Linked DNA regions of Mus musculus: all the other regions are linked to region 1. Evidence: chromatin contacts called from public Hi-C and promoter capture Hi-C data. All regions are on one chromosome and are shown on one strand. Each heading gives the region's core, a stretch centred on a gene start, on an enhancer-like site or on the middle of the called end of the contact. The rest is flanking DNA. Distances are from core to core; before and after follow the strand shown.

Region 1 (3,883 bases), core at 1,024-3,523:
ACCTGAGGAATTGCCTCCATCAGACTGGCCATCAAGTTGCTTTCCTTAGGCATGCTGTTGGGGGCATTTTTTTTGATTAATGACTAGTGTGGGAGGGCCCAGCCACTGTGGGCGATGCCTCTCATAAGCAGGTGGGTTGGGTCATATAAGAAAGCAAACCATGAAGCAAGCTAGCAAGCATTACTCTGCCATGGTTTCTGCATCAGTTCCTGCCTCAAGCTCCTGCCCTGGCTTCTCTGGATGATAGGCCACAACATGTAAGCTGAAATAAACTCCAAGTTGTTTTCAGTTAGTTGTTTTCTACCATAACAAGGAGAGCCAAACTAGAGCACCTAGAAAGATAGGGGCTGGTTCTTACTGAGAAAGGGCTCCAGCCTGCAGGGAGTATATACACTGCATCATACACTTAAGAGTAGCACGCGCAGGGCGTGGTGGCACACATCTTTAATCCCAGGACTTGGGAGGCAGAGGCAGGTGGATTTCTGAGTTCGAAGCCAGCCTGGTCTACAAAGTGAGTTCTAGGACAGCCAGGGCTACACAGAGAAACCCTGTCTCGAAAAACAAAAACAAAAAAACAAAAAAGAGTAGCACGCATTAACTAGCTATCCAGTAACTGTTAATTCCTGAATAGTAATTTCCTTGTAATCTGTTGTAAGAAAGATAATCCTAATTGTTTTTACATTAGGAACCTACCTGTAAAGGCAAGGAAGGGAGTTTTCAGTTAACCTTGGTTAAATTTCAACATCCTTAGTAAAAAAAAAAAAAAAAATGTTTAAATCAAACATGGGGTCTCACAAGCATAATGCCAGCACTGAGGAAGGAAGCTGGTCATCACAGGGGTGAGGCCGGTCTGGATACATAGCAAGTCCCAAAGACAGTGTGAGTGTAAAGTGAGAGACTGTCTTTAAAACAAAACAAAAGCAAGAAAACCCAGAGCTGGAGAGATGGCTCACAGTGGGTAAAGTGCAAACTGTACACGCCTGGCGATCAGAGCTGGTCCCGGAACCCACATAAAGGTGAAAGGAGACACTGACTCTACAAAGTTGTCCCCTGCCCTCCACACATGCAGAACATGCATGAAATCCAACACATATCATGTACACAACAATATTTGTAAAAGGTAATCTTAAAACTAAATAAATCTTAATTTAGACAGTAAACAAGCTGCAAAGAAAGTCACTCTGTAATGTGAAAATCGTCAACAATTCCCTGTTAGACTGAGCAAAGTGTAATAATGGTTTAGGGCAGCATCTTAACATCGTCTTCACACACACACACACACACACACACACACACACACACACACACCTTTTTTTAAAAAGCACTAAAACTTCCATACCTTTGCTACAAGTCCATTACTGTGGTCCTAAAACTATACGTACTGCCAGTTTTAAGTATTGAAATACTGATTCACAGTTGGGTATTGATGATACACACCTATAATACAGTGTTTGAGGTGGAAGGCTAGCTTGGGCTACATAACAAGCCCTTGTCTAAAGAACGCCAAAAATTTTCCCCTAAATTTGTTTTTTATTACTTATACGAAGGCCTAGGTAAACTACAAATAATAGACTGTCTAGGACAGTATGTTATGTAAACTCAGATATTAAAATCTGAGGTACAACACCACCTGCTTATGAAGTTGTAGTCATTACCGTAAGTTAATTGTACGTAAAGCTGCCTTTAAAAAAAAATCGACTAATTGAAAGCTTTGACATCTTTCTGTTCAAAACATAAATTATCTGCACTGGAGAAGGAGGAAGTTACGAGGAGACAATTCAGACCTTGATTGAGGAAGATACGAGGAGACAATTCAGACCCTGAAAACTTTCAGCTGACAGGTCCGCCTCCCCTGAAACACAACTCTTCTTGAAAGCAACAAAGCTTTTGGAGAAGCCGAGATAAGGCCTCCTGAAAGACTGCAAGCGGCGCCACTGCACCCGGCCCGGCGAGCGTGTCGCCCGGAACAGAAACACGCACCCCGGCCGACCCCCTTGAGGACCGATCCCCCGGGTGCTCGGAAGAACAAAGCGGGCTTAAGCCCCGGAACCACCGCCGCCCGCGGGCGCCAAGCCCTCCGCGCCATGCCAGCCCCAAAGCCCAAGCTGGCCTCTCAGGAACCGGGCGGCGGACGGGCTTCTCCGCTCCTTCCGCCCATCAGTTACCGTTCTTCGAAGAAACAGCTGTTCAGACCGCTCCGACCAGCGATAGTCACCACTTAGCTGGCCCGGCATTTACGAATGAGCCGCCACAACCATCGCTGCAGCCAGAGCCCCGCCTCCTGGACCGGCCCCGCCCAACTCTGGTCCAGTGACTCCTGGGAAATGTAGTTCCTACAGTCCGTGTGAGCTTGCGCGCAGGCGCCTCGGACACATGCAAACTACAACTCCCAGCAACACCGCCATAAACGTTGCTAGGGGATGCTCTATGCGCGCTCTTTTGCGGCGGGCACTGGTCAACAGCTGTTGTTCTGAAGTCAACCGATTGAGATCTGACCCCTGCGGTAACAGAGAGCGTACTCCATTGTGCCAGGAACACAGAGATTCAAACCGAATCTAAAAGACGACAGGTTTGGGAGAGTTTCGTCGTCTTCGCTTTTCTCTTTGAATGGGTTTGATTTAATAAAGACCTGTTTAAAACAAAAAAGTGACATTGGTAGGACGAATAAGTGAAGATAACCGTGGAAAAATTTACTCCGGAAATAATCATCTATTATGTGGCTAGTCGATGGCTGCACAAAGTGTGTGCATTCAGTGTTTAAATTATATGGAATATTGAAAGTGCAGATATTAAAATTATATATGGAATGTTGAGCGCAGATTTCACTGTTTATTTGTTTTGCCACCAGAGGGGTTCCAAAATACAGACATGACCCTTTAATCTAGGATGCTACAACACTTCAAGCTACCACAGTTTTTAGACTAGGTTTGAACAATATTGTAAACTAACATCTGTTTTTTAAATATATAATTTTACTATTTTATTTTTACTTTATGTGCAAGCATATTTTGCCTTCATGTTAGTATGTGCCCTGACGTGTGTCTGGTGCCTGTAGAGGTCATAGGGGCCATCTGATCCCATGATCCCATGGAACTAGAGCTACAGATGTTTGTGAGCTACCATGTAGGAGCTGGAAACTGAACCCAATCTTGGGAGAGAGAACAGCAAATGCCCATAACCACTAGGCCATCCCATTTTCTCTTCTCCGGTTGATCAAATGCTTGCCTAGTATGTTCTATCCTCAGCACTGTATAATCCAAAATTGGTGACCAGTCTCTCAGGTGGGGAAGGTGAATCAGAAATTCAAGGTCACCCTCCAATATAGAGTAAGTTAGAGGCCAGTATGTTAACATGAGATTCTATATAAAAAGGTCATCAAGAAGAATTGCCCTTTATACTAATTAGTTCAAATAAATCAATATTATTAAAGATAATTAAAATTTTGTACAGACACCTCAAACATGGAGACGGGAAAAGTTTTTGTTTTGCTTTGTTTTGTTAGGTTACATCATAGATGAAAAAGCCAAAGTTCAAAACTACCAAGATCACACACCTAAAATGTTGACAAGAGAATGGAGCTCAGTGGGTAGCAAAGACCTTGCCTGCTGTACCAGAGGCTGAGTTCCATCCACTGCCCTAAGCTGATTAGTCAGTAAATTAATAACTTAAGATGCTGAATGAGGGTTCAAATGGTCTTCTTTTGGCCTGAAACCATGCCCAAAAATCATTTTCTTAAAATGTGTGTCTTTGACAATAATCACAATATTCTCTACTATTTCTGCCTACATTTTATTTGGTATAGTATGTTATGCCACATTGCTTGTTGTCTGAATAAACAAATTTTATCACACTCATCCTTTCTCTCTCTCTCTCTCTCTCTCTC
Region 2 (3,883 bases), core at 542-3,041, 1.9 Mb before region 1:
AAGCTTCCTGTACTCAGCTCCCAGCCTGACATCTTGACAGGAGGTGGGACACTTGAAGACCACTCAGAGCAACACCAAGGAAAAGAATTATACAAGGTTCACTGCAGATGAAGGGCAGGTAGCAGAGAGAATTTACAAGGATCTCTTGTCTAAGGAGGCTCTGGTAAAGGCCAGCTGCTCCAGGGAAAGCCTCGGCCTCCCCAACCACCACCCTTACTCCAGCAGAGCCTTAACGCTCCCCCTTCAAACAGGGCTCAAATGCAGGGGCTCTGGCTAAGGACCAAAACCAAAACAAATCCCACAAGACAGATTTGGGCAAGCCTCTTTCCAGACACACAGTGGAGTGACACTACAGACAGAGCAGGGGCACTTTTATAGGTGCTTATTTCTGGAAAAACTAAGACCACCCTACCACCCTTCTAACGGGTAGGGCAGGACCCCCTTAATCTCCTTTCCCCTCCCACCCCCAGCCCCACCTGTGTCATCTAACCAAGTCTCCTTGGTCTGTGTTAAGAGCCAGCCTGACCCCTAGCTAGGTTGCTCACGATGGGTAAGTTAGTGAGAAAAGGAAATAAATAAAAACCAAAAAAACAAACAAACAAACAAAAAAAAACAAAAAAGAAAGAAAATAAAAGAACCCAAAAAACCAATTAAACAAAATAACTTAATTAAAACAAGAAAAACACGAACCAAATAAATAAACCCAACAAAGAAATAAAAAAATAAATTATAAAAATAAAAGATTAAAGAAGAGGTAGAAAATAAAAGAATAAACTAGGAATATGACAAATGTTCCAGGTACCATCTCACACCTGGGATCTTCAGTTCAGCCAATCGCACCTCACTGTGTACTGTATCTAGTCAACCGCCGTCCAATCAGAATGAGCCCTCCCTGCTAGGCGCTGTGCAATTGGTGGGGGGTTGGGTTGGCAAAAAAGGTGGGCGCACGGCGTGGTAGTCAGCGTGGCACTGCCAGAGTCCTCCCAGGGGCGCAGGGGGGGCGGGAGGGAATCGTGTGGGGGGACGCTGCCCAGTTTCCAAGATGTCAAAACAGTTCACTGGCGATGGCCAGCCTCAGCGAGGGGCAGAGGGGGGAATGGGGGCAGAGCATCAGTCCTGGCCCTGTAGGGCATCATCTTGCAGTCCCTGATGAATGAGCAAGCGGCCTGTGAGCGGCAGGAATGCTCCTTGCCTTTCTTTCATGAGGCAGGCAGGACCCTATGTCCACCAGTGACAAGCTGCAGCAGTGCCACTAGCCAACACTTGGGATCCAGGTGACAACTCCAAAGTCCCTTCCTCCTCTGAGTGTAACTGGGGAGAGGTCCTGTCACCGAGCAGGATCATGGAGCCTCTGATGAAGGTAGCCCGGGGGTGGCAGTAGTCAATTTCCCCAGGACCTGGTACACATTCAGCAGCAAGCTCAGAGTATGTCTTCCGGTTTGTCGTTGGCACCTCCTCAGGGACTGCAGCTGAGACAGTGGTTCCGGTTGGGTGGGTGAGTGAGTCCCTGCCTCCAGGGATGGAGGAGAAGCTGAAGCGACCGACACGATGCTGCCCTTCACCATGGACAGCAGGGACCAAAGGAAAGTCCATCTGAAGAGCAAGTGGTGACACGCGGGCTGGGCTGCCATCAGCTTTAAGCCCCTGGGTACAGACCCCCAGACTTCTCTGCAGGGTTTCTAGTCAACAAAGCTTAGGCCACCGGCCCCACTCAAGTGTTTACAGCTCGGCACTGTCGTCATAAACATCTGACTCTCTTAGGTTTCTTGGTCCCTAGATGGGGATCCCAACAGTCTGTAGCAAACAAGGCAACCCACAGTCTCTGACAGGTAAGGGCATGTGGGCAGGCACCCCAGCACTGGCACAACTCTTCTTGGGGTGTCCCGAGTAGGGCGATGATTCAAGTCCACCCCTTTCCAAATGCTTCTTGTTCTCAGTACAAGTCTCTCCAGAACAGTGCTCGTCTCAGCCCCGATGTAAGCAAGAAGGGAGGCGGGGCCCATCACAGACGCCCACAGACACGCCCCTCTGGCCAAGACACCGGGAGCACACTCGGCTCTGATTGGGCGGCTCGGTAGCAGCGGGTGGGTCCAGAGGTAGAGGCGGCATCAGCGATTGGCCAGTTGGGCAGGGTTATATTTTACGGGCGGATTACCGTACATGAGGTACTTGGACAAAGTTTTACGGGGAAGAAGGACCTTGTAATAAATAATATTCTGCACATCAAATCACTTTCACCGGCCCCCACCCCCGCAACACACACCAGAGAAAGGCTACACACACAACAGCCCCTCCCACCCTGTAATAATACCACTCCCAAACCCAGCTAATTCTATTTCTTTAAGGGTCAAGAAGACCTCGCTGGCTCCAATGGGGGAAGCCTCTTGAACTGGGTATAGGAAAAAGTGGTAATATTTGTGCCAACAAAACAAAACAAAACCTAAGAGGGCCTTGTGGTTCACCCCTTGGATTTCTAAGAAGCTACACTTCCGTAATTAGACCACTGGGGGGCAGAAGAGCAACAAAAATTCCTCAGCATGGCTGACTCGGTAAGAGACCCAAAGCCCCACTAGGTGGCGACAAGTGCCATTAAGCTTTTAAAAAGGAGGGAAAGCTCAAGGAGTTAGCTTCACAGAAGCTTCAGCAGCAAGAAAGCTGCACTTGGGTTTTTTGGTTTTTCTCTCTCTCTCCTCTCTCTCTCCCTCGCCTCCCTCTCCCCCCTCTCTCTCTAAAAAAAAGGGCCATTAACAGACTTCCAAATTAGGAGCCTGGTCTATATCACTGCTTCATGTAGGGAAAGGAAATCAAAGACCTTGTCTGTTATCACAAGGGGCATCCCTTGCTAAACCAGCGAATTCTCCCTTGCCCTATCCTGATCCAAGGATAGCCTTATCCCCTTTAGGTCATCCCACTGTGTAAGAGGGATGGCTGAGATGGTCTATTCTCCCTAGGCCCACGCTCGGCCCACCCTCCCCAACAGGTGGCTTGGCTAGTTACCTCTTTCTTTTCCTCTTCTTCAGCACCACCCTCTGGGCGCTCATCATTGCTGACTTGGTCTGCAACAGGCAGAGGAGGCTCAGGCACCTCATTTTCAGGTCTGTTTTCACTGGTGTCCATGGTCACTTCCTCCTTCTCTTCACTGACAGGATGGAAGAGATTGAAGGAAAGGGTAGGAGAGAGTGAAGGGGAAGAGAGAGCAAGATGTTAGCTTTGTGGACATAAAATCCCAATGGCTCCTTACTTGGGCGGGATCAGACTAGAACTTTCCCATGGGAAAGTGGGAATGCTTTCTTTAGGGAAAAAGCACAAATTACAGTGGTCATGGCCACTCAGTACCAGATGGGGCCTTTATGTGGGGTTCCCAGCACTCAGAGTTCTTAGACACTCACTTCACAGCTCTCTTGCACGAAACCAACAGTCTCCTCTGAAAAGTCCTTCAAAAGTGACCTCAATTTGTCTAGAAGGCTATAGCCTCTCTACTCACTAGTTAAGGCATCTTTAATTTACCAAGAACCTAAAGGAAGCCCACTTCCTTTATAAAAAAACAAAAAAGCTAAAAAACCCAAGACTTTGGAAAGGGCATAGGTGTAGCCAATGACCCCGACCTTGTGTCCAATCAACTGTTAATTAGTAAGTGCCCGGTGATCCACAGGGCCTCCAGACACCAGGACCAGTAAGAGTGAGGATGGGGCTGGTAAGGGTGCCCACTTCTCTCTCACCCTAGGAAAACCTGAGGAATGGCTGTCACCTGCTCAGAGCAGAGACTGTTCTTACATTTGACTCTTACCCAGTCACTCCCATTGCTCATTCCAACTTCCAAGAGATAAAGAGAGCAGGCCTCCCAAGTCAGTAATACCCTCCTCCACACCAGACAACTCCCCCA
Region 3 (3,883 bases), core at 682-3,181, 1.0 Mb after region 1:
CTCAGGACCTCTGGAAGAGCAAGCAGCCAGTGCTCTTAACCACTGTGCCATCTCTCCAGACCAATAAATATAATTCTTACACATTTGTTTTTCTTGTACTAGGATAAAACCCCAGTGACATACTGAAAGAAAGAAAGAAAAGAGAGTAAGCAGGTAAGAAACCAAGAGGAAGCCAGGCCTCTCCTCACCCAGTTGAGCCTCTCACCCCATGGTGTAGAGACTGTCATGATCTGAACTATTCAGGTGATTATTTGTAATTTTCATTTCCCATTCTTTCTTGTTCACGAGTAGCTAATATTTCTCAGTTAAAATTTCATACTAAAACCACACCACTGAGACATAAAGAAGGAATTTCCAAGAATAGTTAAGACATACAAATAACAGACTATAAAGCTATTTGTGATCTAAAATCCCTCCTTAGATTGATCTAATACTCCGCTGGAAAAAAACAAAAAAACAAACAACCCCCACCCACCCAAAAAAAAAAACCAAAAACCACTGTACTGAAAAAGCTGCAAAGACCAGGAAGTGGGCTGATGTAGAGAATGCCATTGCACCTGAGAAGCTACGGCCTCACACACAGTAAGATGGAAGGCAAGAACTATGCAGACAGCCTCAGGAGGAGGACGGCGATCAAGCTTCCTCTTGATTGTATCAAAAAACTAGAGCTGGTGAGATAGCTCAGTGGTGAAGAGCACTGACTGCTCTTCCGAAGGTCCTGAGTTCAAATCCCAGCAACCACATGGTGGCTCACAATCACCTGTAATGAGATCTGACGCCCGCCCTCTTCTGGCTCTGTCTGAAGACAGCTCCAGTGTACTTAGATATAATAATAAATAAATCCTTGAAAAAAAAAAAGCCAAACAAAAAACTGCCGTAGGAGTTGGAGAGATGGCTCAGGAGTTAAGAGCACTGTCTGCAACTCAGTTCAATTCCCAGCACCCTCATGGTGGCTCACAACCATCTGTAATGGGGATCCGATGACCTCATCTGGTGTGTCTGAAGACGGCTGCAGTGTAGTCACATATATACAATAAATAAATCTTTTTTAAAAAGTAACTGTAATGCTCATGAAAGTACAGTCAACAAAAACACATGGCACAGTCTGTTTCTGTTTCTGTCTCTGCCTGTACTGTGCAGTATGGCAGTGGCTCAGATGAGCATGATCCAAGTATGTTACATACACACGTGAAAATTACTCTTTATAGTTAATATACACTGTGCTTTTTTAAAAAAGGAAAAACAAAACACAGATGAAAACCAAAGCACAATGTTGGTTATAAACAATGGGAACAATGGTTCTATTCCTTCTATAATTTCCTCAAATACGAAGAGCTAACATTGGAATCCTGAAGTGAATAGGATCCGTTCTTCCCATAGAAACATCTGTGGCTTGTTTATATACTTAACAAGGCGTGTGCTTTGCAGACATCATTTGTCAAGTCTTAACAGTTTATCTTGCCAAAACAAACAGACTGGTAACATATCTAAAAGGACTTAGGAGTAGCACCCTCTGATCTAGTCTCAAAAAGAAAAACAGGATATTTTAAAGACCTACTATCGTTTTTTCTAAGTACATATTTAAAACACGAATCAAAATGTAAAAGTCTTTTTAAAAAATTTAAAACCTTGTACTCGTATTATTAAAGGAATTCTCCATAATGCCTCCGTTTAACCCTGCTATTAGGATGATCTCAAGTAGAATACACAAGACCTTATACACTGGATGGTGATTTAAAATAAAGACTGAGCTTCTTAGAAAAAACAAAGTTTTGGTTCCCTCTGTACACTAATAAAGTAACTCATCAGGCAAAGTGTGAGAAATCTGGTTGATGACAATTGGCAACTGGATCTTCCAGTCTAATCCCAGAGACGTGAAACCCAAGCTAGTGCTTTTTCATAACACCTTGGCTCTGTTCCATGGCCACTCTGGCCCAGATCCAGAGCCTGCTGGCAGCATGTGGACAGATGACTAAGGGGACCAATCTAGACTCTATGTGCTCATGCTCTGAGCACTGTCAGGCCTAGTGCCAGAAGGGCTTTGGAGAGGGGCTTAGAGCTTATGGGACCTACTTGACCCCACTTTACTCCATTTGAATATGAAGAGGGGAGTAGAAATCAAAACATGATTATCAGCACTGCTCCCTCTGCCTATAACTAGCCTGGAGATGGAGAGAAGTGAGGATGCAGAGCTTCAGACACAGAAAAAAGGGACATTTATGCTTTAATAATTTTGAGTATATACTCCCCAAAATAGTGAAATGACAGGATTCTGTTCTGATCTGGTCCCTTTCTGACAATGAAAATAATTTCAGTGACCAAAGCCCAACATCATTCTATAATTCCAAATACAGGACATTCTGGGAAGGGAAGATTATAGAGACCATAAGAGTAGTATGTCTCAATATGTGGTGCACACATTCAAATTCCATCATTTGGGAGGCAGGGACAGAGAGAGAGAGGAGAGAAAGGAGGAGAGGAGGGAAGAAAGGAGAGGGGAGGGGAGGAGGGAGGAGGGAGGGAGAGAGGGAGGGGAGGGGGAGAGAGAGAGAGAGAGGAGGAGGAGGAAGAGGAGGAGGAGGAGAGGCAGGGAGAATGATGTTATCACCCAGTAGTTGCCATAGCCTGGTGTAGAAGAATGAACAGACGAAGCACACAGAATTTTTACAGAAGGCAAATACTCTATAGGGTAAGATATATGCCATTATGCATTTGTCCAAATCCAAAAAACTTATACCACCAGGAGGCTGGACATGGTGGCAAATGCCTTAAACCTAGCACTTGGGAGGTAAAGACAGAAACAGGTAGATCTCTGTGAGCTCTAGCCTGGTGAACATAGCAAGTTCCAGAACAGTTAAGACTATATAGAGAGACACTGTCTAATAATAACAACAGTAATAATAATAACACAAATTTAGAGCACCAGAAATGAGCCCCGCGGAACCCATGGACTCTGAGTGACAACCATGAATCAATGCAGGTACAGCAATAACACAGATACCACTCTAATATAGGCTTAATGGAGCAGATGATGATAAGGAGGGAAAAGTGTATGAGATCATCCTGTGTTTTCACTCTGAACCTAGAGGTGCATTATTAAATATAGTGTTTACATTGCTACCCATCTATATAAACATAATATCAGATATTTTGAAAGTAGACTAATAAAGACTAACTTGCTTGTTGTTACAAACTTGCTTGTTATCTGCAAACAACTCCACATCTATCCCTAATAGTAATGATACCATGCACAACCCATCCCTCTGTACTTTCCCCCACAGTGAGCAAATAACCACTGCCAATTCCAAAGTCGTCCATGAAATCAGAAAGCACTTCCTTCTTTTTTAAGAGAAGATCTCTTTATGCAGCCCTGTAAGCTTGTTATGTAGATCAGGCTGACCTTAATTTCATACAGGTCTTCTAGCCCTGACTCCTAGGGACTAGTATCTGCCTGCCTAGAAAACATTTTCTATGGAATACCAAACGTCTTTGATTTGCCCTGCCCACTTTATTTTCATAGTAACAGTGCCTCAACTGAGAGCCTCAGGTATGATGGGTAAGCTCACTCTGAGCTACTCTTAGCCTGTCTTGTCTGTGTTCTGTTGCTGTGAAGAGATTACCACCAATAGGCAACTCTTACAAAGAAAGCGTTTAATTGGGGCTTCAGAAGCTTAGTGCATTGTTATGGCAGGGAACATGGCAGCACACAGGCAGACATGGTGCTAGAGAGGTAGCTGAGAGTTCTACATCTCAATCCACTGGCAGTGGGAAGAGAGGGCCAAGCCTGGCTTGGACGTTTTAATGCCTTTTCAAAGCCCACCCTCAGTGATACACTTTCTCCAACAGGACCACACCTCTTAATTCTTCCCAAGCAGCAGCACTC

Evidence for each region. Hi-C and Micro-C count contacts between places; a contact is called where the count stands out from the background. Capture Hi-C pulls out chosen DNA fragments and counts their contacts.
Region 2: a contact with region 1 is called in a promoter capture Hi-C map of liver, with 2.5 times the contacts expected there. The contact joins the promoter of 4930579G18Rik here to the promoter of Cenpj in region 1. A contact is called at or near these places in 4 of 39 promoter capture datasets (the C10 cell line, liver and pre-B cells) and 2 of 9 other capture datasets (adipose tissue and liver).
Region 3: a contact with region 1 is called in a Hi-C map of muscle stem cells, with 4 times the contacts expected there. The contact joins the enhancer-like site here to the promoter of Cenpj in region 1. A contact is called at or near these places in 4 of 39 promoter capture datasets (the 3T3-L1 cell line, the C10 cell line, cranial neural crest and 1 more) and 1 of 484 Hi-C or Micro-C datasets (muscle stem cells).

The regions. Positions count from the first base shown.
Region 1 is chr14:56,569,573-56,573,455 of GRCm38.p6, forward strand. It overlaps Cenpj (centromere protein J), which reads right to left and starts at 2,274. Exons shown (of 17, transcript NM_001014996.2): 1 at 2,166-2,274.
Region 2 is chr14:54,648,720-54,652,602 of GRCm38.p6, forward strand. 4930579G18Rik (RIKEN cDNA 4930579G18 gene) reads left to right here and starts at 1,792. Exons shown (of 6, transcript NR_038053.1): 1 at 1,792-1,829; 2 at 2,346-2,549; 3 at 3,021-3,095. Acin1 (apoptotic chromatin condensation inducer 1) reads right to left here. Exons shown (of 19, transcript NM_023190.3): 9 at 2,998-3,139.
Region 3 is chr14:57,605,735-57,609,617 of GRCm38.p6, forward strand. All of the region lies in intron 9 of Xpo4 (exportin 4), which reads right to left. Among named protein-coding and RNA genes, the nearest start is that of 1700039M10Rik, 36 kb to the left of the region's middle. Within about 2 kb of position 1,932, at least 111 of the 459 cell types and tissues checked have an H3K27ac peak or open chromatin away from gene starts, as enhancers often do. A contact at or near this core is called in muscle stem cells, where this site is marked.